Linked DNA regions of Sus scrofa: all the other regions are linked to region 1. A link is a contact called in public Hi-C data. All regions are on one chromosome and are shown on one strand. Each heading gives the region's core, a stretch centred on a gene start, on an enhancer-like site or on the middle of the called end of the contact. The rest is flanking DNA. Distances are from core to core; before and after follow the strand shown. Region 1 has its middle 100 kb from the start of ALDH8A1. Region 2 has its middle 200 kb from the start of ALDH8A1. Region 3 has its middle 170 kb from the start of ALDH8A1.

Region 1 (2,824 bases), core at 155-2,654:
AGCCTTCTAACTGCTTCCACTTTTGCTCTCTCCAGACACAGCATACTTTCAATTCACATCCAGAGTGATCCTCTTACATTGTAAGTAACATCTTGTCCCTCTTCTGCTCTAAATCCCACAATAATACTCCCTCTCATTCAGAATATTATCCAAAGATCTCATAATATCCTCAAAGCCCTGTATGATTGGGTTCTCTGAGTTCTTTCTGACCTCAACTTCTACTGGCCACCCCATGACATTGTTCACTTCCCTCCAGGCCTCCTGGCCTCCTTGATGTTCCTTGGACATGACAGGTGTGCCCCCTTCTCAGAACCCTTGCACTTATGGCTGCTTCTTTCTGCAAAGCTTTTCCCAAGGGCTTCATTTACTTCCAGTCTCTGCCCAAGCCTCTATATCCACGAGGTCTTCTTCTGATCACTCTGTTTATTTTGTTTTATTTTTTGGAAGTTCAGAGGCCAGAGATCGAACCCACACCACAACAGTGACAATGTCAGATTCTTAACTGCTAGGCTACCAGGGAACTCCTGATCATTTTGTTCAGATTTGCAAGTCCTCACCAGTTGCATTCTCATTCCCCATTTGAGCATTTATTTTTCTCAGTAGTGCTATGACATCAGACATATAGTATTGGTTAGGTTAATGATAAAGTTTGTAAACATCAGTTCCCAAATTTCTGTTATTTTAACACATTTCAGGTTTATCAAACACTCCCTTAGCAGTTCAATACTGCTGCTCCTGGTTGGTGGGTGGTTTTCCTTTATTTGGGATTCAAGGATCACCCAGATCCTTCTATCTTTAGGCTCTGCCTTCACAGCCTCAGAGTCTTTTGCATCCAGCAGAAACAAGAGGAAGAAGAATCAGTAGGTTCCTAAAACTCTGTCCTGGGAGTGACAGACATCAGTTCTGCTCACCTGACATTGGTAAGTGTTAGTCAAGCAGACACACATATAGGTGAAAAGGAGGCCAGGAATTATAGTCCCTGTCTGGGCCACTGCCAGTGACAGGTCAACTCTGGAAATGATGGGCAGAGGTCATCTCTGCCACACACCTCATTTTATTTGTCATTGTCACCCATTAGAATGTAAGCTCCATGGAAAAATGATCTTTTTCTGCTTCTGTCCCTCTTACATCTCCAGGAACAAGAACAGGTCTTGGCTGCTGGTAGATCCTTGATGAATATTTGTTTTTAATTATTTTTAAAAGATCATGGCTTGGAGGAGGGGAGGGGTTATTGTCAGTGTGGAAGTGGAGGCTGAAAAGATAGAGTCAAATCATGAAAGACCATGACTGTGTATACTTGTAGCCAGAAGGATCATGGGCTTCCCTAAAGCACAAATATGCCCTGATCTCAGGCAAATTGGACTAAAACCAAAGCCATTTGGCCCCATTACTTTTTTCCATGAAACCATTTGGACAAGAGTTACACAACAGGAATTTCTCTATTGCCATCCTGTGGCTTTGTAGATAAGCAGCAGTGAATCAGCCAAAACCCCAAAATGTAATTCTGTTTGATTTAACTGCACTTGTATATACAAGGCCTATGTTTCTCCATGGGAAAATTTTACTTTGATCAGTGGACTGCGTGTTAAGCCTATGGCATAATTCCAGATGATTTATTTGCCTTTTTCCTCTACATGTTCTCCTAATTTAAGCTTGACCTGTTATTACACAGGTAAGTGTGAAGCATGAAATATCATCAGTGACCCCTGGGTCCAACTGACATTGGGGGAGGTGACTTCAGTCCTCAAGCCAACCTCTTAGACATCTACGTAGATTCTCCTAGGGTCACCATTTGATGCCAAACACTGAATTATATGGACTGTATTTTCAACTCATATTGGGTTACTTTGAAATATAGAATGATCATGATATGTCAGACTAAGAGAAGTACACATGTATACTTCAACATGTTGCCAAATATTCAGATATTTGGAGATGTTATATAACTGACTGAACACTAAGTTATGTTGACATAATCTTTGTACTTCTGTATTTTTTAATTGGTCACATACCTTATCTTTGCATCATAAAAATCACTCATGAGACGTGCCCTTTAAAACAGGTTATATAATATGAAGGGTCAAACTATGCATACAAAGTGTGTATATGGTTTAACAAAATCTCTTATCAATACTGGAAAGCGTGTACATTATCTGAAGAAAAATCAGTCCAAAGGACTTGTCAACCAGAATAACGAGCGTGTGGTGGCAAATACCTCTCCAAGAAAGAGAAGACTTGGCAAATGCCTGACAAACACTTCTAACTCTTACTCTGGAGTACTTTTGTTTGAAAGACCAAGATATTTTAGGTTCAATTTATTTCATTAAATAATTTACATCTTAGAGCAAAATTCTTTCTGAAACATCTATGTGGACTTTGGAGCCATCATATGATGTTTACCATGTAGCTGAAGCGTAATTACTTCTACACCCCAAAGGCAGGGATGGAAATAATGTGAAGCCCTCTTATCTGGAAGCCTGGATATAACATGCCAGGATATAACATGTGCTGGTTAAGTGGAGTGAAGCTTTGGTTCATGACTATCTATATCACACAACTGCTATATAAGGGTAGAATGTGTAAGGGTATATTTTTTTCTCCTTTTTTTTTTGGCTGGTATTTTTTTCTTCAAAATATCAAAAAAAATCATTTAAACTTAGCAAGCTTTTAATTCATTACAGAGATATTTGTATCTCCTTAGAGCTATGACAATCACAACTGCCTTTCCTGAAAACCTATTGATAACTTACTTATTGATTTTTTTCCCTTTAATGGAAACACTAACAAGTAATCTGAGCATCAGGTGGGAGGTGTTTCCTATCTC
Region 2 (2,824 bases), core at 244-2,743, 96 kb after region 1:
TCAAGGAAAAAAGGAAGAAAAGAATGTTACTACACATGTAACATTGCAAAATTAGATAAATGAGAAAAAAGTAAGTTTACACCAATAAAATTTAAAAACCTTTGAGAATTAGATTTGTTCCTGGGACAATAAACTTTCATCCGCACTGACTCAAAAAATAAAACAAAGCTTGACTTGTGCACTAACCATGAAAGTATCGAATTAAAAATTTAAAATCTTCCTGTGATCAAAATCCTAGGCCCAGACTTTCTCATAGGTGAGATCAAGGTGCTGGTAATTCCAAACGTAAACTCTTTCAGAGAGGAGAAAAAGAGGAAGCACTTGTCAATTCACTTTATAAGTCCAGTACAACCTTGATGCCAAAACCAGACAAGAGCAGTATGAGAAAAAAAATGTATTCAAAGAAATGATTAAACATCGGGCAAAATTCTGAAACAAAGTATCAGCTGTCAAAATTTAGCCATTGACTAGAAAAAAAAAATCACAGCCAAGCTAACAAATCTAGGGCCAGCTTAGCAGGTTAAAGGGGTGTAGGAGGCGGGAGAGAAATACGGTCACTCTGCCGTCGTAGAACAAACATTTGATGAAGTTACACGCCAGGTCATGGCTTCACAAATAAGCAAACACAGCTTCTGGCAATAATAGGAAGATCATCTCTACCTTAACCAGAAAAGGGGAATCTAAAATATTTTATTTATTTTTCAGAGATCTGGAAGCTAACCCAAAATGAGCTTTCTTCCTTAATAGAAGGACGAGGGAAGGTTGTTAATATTTAAGCCTTCTTTTTGCTCCATTGCATGTACGAATGTGTGCGTATGTGTACAGATGTGAATATATACAACCGCCCAGAGCCAAGAATGTGTGTTCTGGAGGAACGCTGCTAAATTAAAATCCTAGGATTGCATGATTTAGGGCAAATTTCCTAACTCCCCCGTGCCTCAGTTTTCTCAGCTGTAAAATGGTCAGGAAAACACCTCATTGGGTTGTTGTGAGAATTAAATAAATACATACATGTGAGGCGCGTAGGAAAATGCTTGACAGATTGTAAACCCTCAATATATGTATTAGTGGCTATGGTGATTTTTTTTTTTTTTGGTACTAAAATGTCTCCTTTATATTTTTCCTATATTTTCCAAGTTTTCTACTATATTCTACTTTTATAAAAAGAGCTGTTTTATTTATTTATTTATTTATTTATTTATTTATTTATTTATTTATGCTTTTCAGGGCTGCACCTCCTGCAGCATATGGAGGTTCCCAAGCTAGGGGTCAAATCGAAGCTGCAGCCGCCAGCCTATGCCACAGTCACAGCAATGCCAGATCTGAGCTGTGTCTGTGACCTACACCACAGCTAATGGCAATGCCAGATCCTTAACCCACTGAGCGTGGCCAGGGATCGAACTTGTATCCTCATGGACACCAGTTGTGTTCACTACCACTGAGCCACAACAGGAACTCCTAAAAAGAGCTATTTTAAACAGACACCCGCTCCCCCCCTCACAAAAGCTCAAGACCTTTGATCTGAGTTGCCTCATATGCTGCCCTGGAAGGTTGGGTTGTAGCAAACCAGCACTTTTTTTGTTTTGTTTTGTTTAATGGCCACACGCACGGCATATGGAACTTACTGGGACAAGGATTGAATCTGAGCCGCAGCTGTGACCTATGCCACAAGTGCAGCAACATTGAACCCTTTAACCCACTGTGCTGGGCTTGGGATCAAACCCATGCATCCACAGTGACCCGAGCCACTATAGTTGGATTCTTAACCCACTGCACCACAGCAGGAACAAAACATCATTTCTGAGCGCTCTACTCTCATCTGTCAGGGTACCTCTGCTAGCTACTTCTCCTATAACAGGAGGGTTGAAGCCTTGCTCTGACCACATGTTATCACCCCATAACTGTCCACTGTGAGCCGTGGTGACTCCAGTGACAAAGGAAAGGCTCTTTCTGATCCTGCTGAGACTAAGATGCCCCTGACTCACCCATGGAACTTCCTAACCAAGCATGTTCACCCTCTGTTCCTGAACACTGATTTGCCAGGTCAAAGAGTGCTTGCAAATTTGTCCTGCTGACAGGCACCTGGCTTGGGAACAGTGCTTTATTCTGTTTTCACTCAGCCTTTCCCCACATCCTGACACAGGCAGCCCTGAGCTGGTGGATTCTAATGGTATGCAGCATTTCCTAACGAATTTTAATCAATTTTCCCAATTGTTCAGGAAATGTTCTAGGTTAGAGAAAGAGGACATGATGGGAAGCTAATAACATTCCCTGTTCTCAGAAGTTTAGATTTTCATATAGGAAGATAGAAGAAAATACATAGGGTAATTATAGAGTATAGTAAGTTGTCTTAAAGGGAAAGTGCAGAGTTCTCTTGTGGCTCAGTGGGTTAAAGGCCTGGCTTTGTCACTGCTATGGCACAGGTTCTATCCTGAGCCCAGGAACTTCCAAATGCTGCAGGCACAGCTAAAAAAAAAAAAAAAAAAAAGAAGAAGAAGAAGAAGAGGAATTCCCTTCATGGCACAGTGGTTAATGAACCTGACTAGGATCCATGAGGATGTGGGTTTGATCCCTGGCCTCGCTCAGTGGGTTAAGGATCCCATGTAGCTGTGGGCTGTGCTTTAGGTTGCAAACACGGCTTGGATCCTGCATTGCTGAGGTTTAGGTGGCAGCTGTAGCTCTGATTCAATTCAACCCCTAGACTGGGAATTTCCATAAGCCACAGGTATGGCCCTACAAAGTGAAAGGAAAAAAAAAGAAGAAATAAATGAGGTGATATGACAGAGTGATGGGAGAGGGGGCTTCAGACAGGTGCCCAGGGACA
Region 3 (2,824 bases), core at 231-2,730, 71 kb after region 1:
AAAAAGACGTCCAGGTATAAATGAAGGAAAGGAGCAAAAATAACAACAAGAGCGAGAGAAATCAGAAGTTATCTATAGTTTTTTCTTTTTTCTGTATTGGAGGATAATGGATATTTTTAACATTTTAACTGTATACTTTTCTGAATATTCTAAACTGTCTTTTTTTTTTTTTTTTTTTTTTTTTTTTTTTGTCTTTTTGCTATTTCTTGGGTTGCTCCCGCGCATATGGAGGTTCCCAGGCTAGGGGTCAAATCGGAGCTGTAGCCTCCGGCCTACGCCAGAGCCACAGCAACTCGGGATCTGAGCCGCATCTGCAACCTACACCACAGCTCAGGGCAACGCCGGACCGTTAACCCACTGAGCAAGGGCAGGGACGGAACCCGCAACCTCATGGTTCCTAGTCGGATTTGTTAACCACTGCGGCACGACGGGAACTCCTAAACTGTCATTTTTTTATAGGCAGAAATGACTCTTACAATAAATATACTTTGGGGGGTTTGTTTTTGTTAAGAGAACATGGAAACATATATTTGGGTGCTGTGGGTGATAAGCTTCCCCAGAGCAGGGTATTGTTAGATCCTGTGATGCACAGGGCTTATCGGTTCTGCCCAGTCAGGACACCAAGAGAGTGATTGCAAGGTTGGTGGGGCCCTTTCTGTTCAAGTGTCTCTACTAAACAATACATTTTACTTGGCAGTTTAGAAGGTCAGTAAAAGGTTTGGCTAAAAATGAAACACATGAAAAATGAAACATGGCCAGTGACTATAAAATGACTTGTCCATGATGAGTCTTTATTTTTTATTTATTTATTATTATTTATTTTTGTCTTTTTGGCTTTTCCTCAGCCACTTCCTCGGCATATGGGGGTTCCCAGGCTAGGGGTCTAATCATCGGAGTTGCAGCCACCGGCCTACACCACAGCCACAGCAACTCGGGATCCGAGCCAAGTCTGCAACCCACACCACACAGCTCACGGCAATGCCAGATCCTTAACCCACTGATCAAGGCCAGGGATGGAACCCCCAACCTCATGGTTCCTAGTCGGATTTGTTTTTTGTTTTTTTTTTTTGGTTTTTTTGTCTTTTTGTTGTTGCTATTTCTTGGGCCGCTCCCGCAGCATATGGAGGTTCCCAGGCTAGGGGTTGAATCGGAGCTGTAGCCACCGGCCTACGCCAGAGCCACAGCAACGCGGGATCCGAGCCGCATCTGCAACCTACACCACAGCTCACGGCAACGCTGGATCGTTAACCCACTGAGCAAGGGCAGGGACCGAACCCTCAACCTCATGGTTCCTAGTCGGATTCGTTAACCACTGCGCCACGACGGGACCTCCATGATGATGGGTCTTTAATTTTGTAGACCTCTGTTACTCGGTCTGGCTCCTCTGCACTTGACAGTGCAGGGTCATGAGGCGATCTAAGTGGACTCTGGCATTCACACCTTCTGAGCGTGCCTGTGCAGGGGTGGATCCATTTCCAGGATGGTTAAGGACACATATCTCCTGATGGAGAGCTCATCCAACAGGAACTGCTGCCCGGCACAGCGAGCTTGGCTAGTGCCCTGAAGCTTCGTTAATTATTGATCAGATAGGACTTTCATTCCGCTCCACTGTGTCTACTATTCCCATGGGGTTGAAGGTGGGACGATCTCAAATAAATGATGGCAAGTTCTCTTTTAGATGACTTTGGGCACTCTTTTGTTGCATGGCTAGCAATGTGTCATTTTAAAAAAATGAAAAAAAAGCTTTTATTTTTTTGCCTAGAATTGAATCAAGCATAATCTTTGGCTCATGACACATACACATCATTGGTCAATGAAAGGTACTAATTTTCTTTTTGTTTGATTATTATTCATAATGCAATAATCACTCAGGCATCTACCATCTCATAACTTTCATCTAACCAATGGTTCTCCACAATTCCATTCATTGTTCCCCTTTTCCTGATGTAACCAAATCCTCACTTCTTCACTCTTGCTATCCTTATTTATATTCTTTCAGTGAATCTCTACATATTCCTTAATAGCATGATTTTTAAGTTTGTCTTTTTTTTACTTTATAGAATAGGGTATCATCCTGAGTAATCTTTCAGTTTCAGCCATATTGTGGCATGTTGCCTGTAGTTCATTTTTCTTTGTTTAATATCCCATTCGTGTGACTGACAATATCACGGGTTGTTACTCTCCTTGCTCGTTGACAGGCATTCAGGTTAGTTCCAGATTTTCGTCATTGTGGATCAAAAACACCCTTGTACATATCTCCTGGTGAACATGTTCAGAATTTTTTGAGTCTATGTCTAGGAATGGAATTGTTGGATCACAGGATATGAGGAAGTGAAATTTTAGGAGCTAATGCCAAAATGTTCTCCAAATAGTTATACAAACTTGTACTTCTACCAGCAATATTTAAGTAATGTCTTTTGAATGTGTACCTTCTCCATCATCAGGTATTATCAGACTCTCTAACTGTTGCCAAGGAAATGAGTATAAAATGATAAATCATTGTGGAGTTGATTTATATTAACCTTAACTAAAGTTGAACATTCATTCACGTGTTTATTTGCCATATTTGTACTTCCTCTTCTGTGAAATGATTGATCTTGTCCTTTTCTATTTTTCTATTGGATTGTTTTTCCTTTCCTTATTGACTTATTGACTTTGTATATTCTTGATACTAGTCCTTTGCTTGGCTGTGTGTATTTCAAATAGTTTCAGGTTTTTTTTTTTTTGTCTTTTTAGGGTGGTACCTGCGGCATACAGAGGTTGCCAGGCTAGGGGTTGAATCAGAGCTGTAGCTGCTGGCCTACACCATAGCCACAGCAATGCC

What was found. A called contact is a pair of places that touch in the nucleus more often than the background predicts.
Region 2: a Hi-C map of liver shows a contact between it and region 1, with 5 times the contacts expected there. The contact joins two enhancer-like sites. A contact is called at or near these places in 1 of 5 promoter capture datasets (liver), 7 of 47 Hi-C or Micro-C datasets (epiblast stem cells, fetal liver, liver and 1 more) and 1 of 2 datasets of contacts at active chromatin or transcription factors (alveolar macrophages).
Region 3: a Hi-C map of liver shows a contact between it and region 1, with 2.9 times the contacts expected there. The contact joins two enhancer-like sites. A contact is called at or near these places in 7 of 47 Hi-C or Micro-C datasets (fetal liver, liver and subcutaneous adipose tissue) and 1 of 2 datasets of contacts at active chromatin or transcription factors (alveolar macrophages).

What each region holds. Positions count from the first base shown.
Region 1 is chr1:29,160,802-29,163,625 of Sscrofa11.1, forward strand. No RefSeq gene overlaps it. Among named protein-coding and RNA genes, the nearest start is that of ALDH8A1, 100 kb to the left of the region's middle. Within about 2 kb of position 1,405, at least 5 of the 83 cell types and tissues checked have an H3K27ac peak or open chromatin away from gene starts, as enhancers often do. A contact at or near this core is called in liver, where this site is marked.
Region 2 is chr1:29,256,493-29,259,316 of Sscrofa11.1, forward strand. No RefSeq gene overlaps it. Among named protein-coding and RNA genes, the nearest start is that of ALDH8A1, 200 kb to the left of the region's middle. Within about 2 kb of position 1,494, at least 4 of the 83 cell types and tissues checked have an H3K27ac peak or open chromatin away from gene starts, as enhancers often do. A contact at or near this core is called in liver, where this site is marked.
Region 3 is chr1:29,231,506-29,234,329 of Sscrofa11.1, forward strand. No RefSeq gene overlaps it. Among named protein-coding and RNA genes, the nearest start is that of ALDH8A1, 170 kb to the left of the region's middle. Within about 2 kb of position 1,481, at least 2 of the 83 cell types and tissues checked have an H3K27ac peak or open chromatin away from gene starts, as enhancers often do. A contact at or near this core is called in liver, where this site is marked.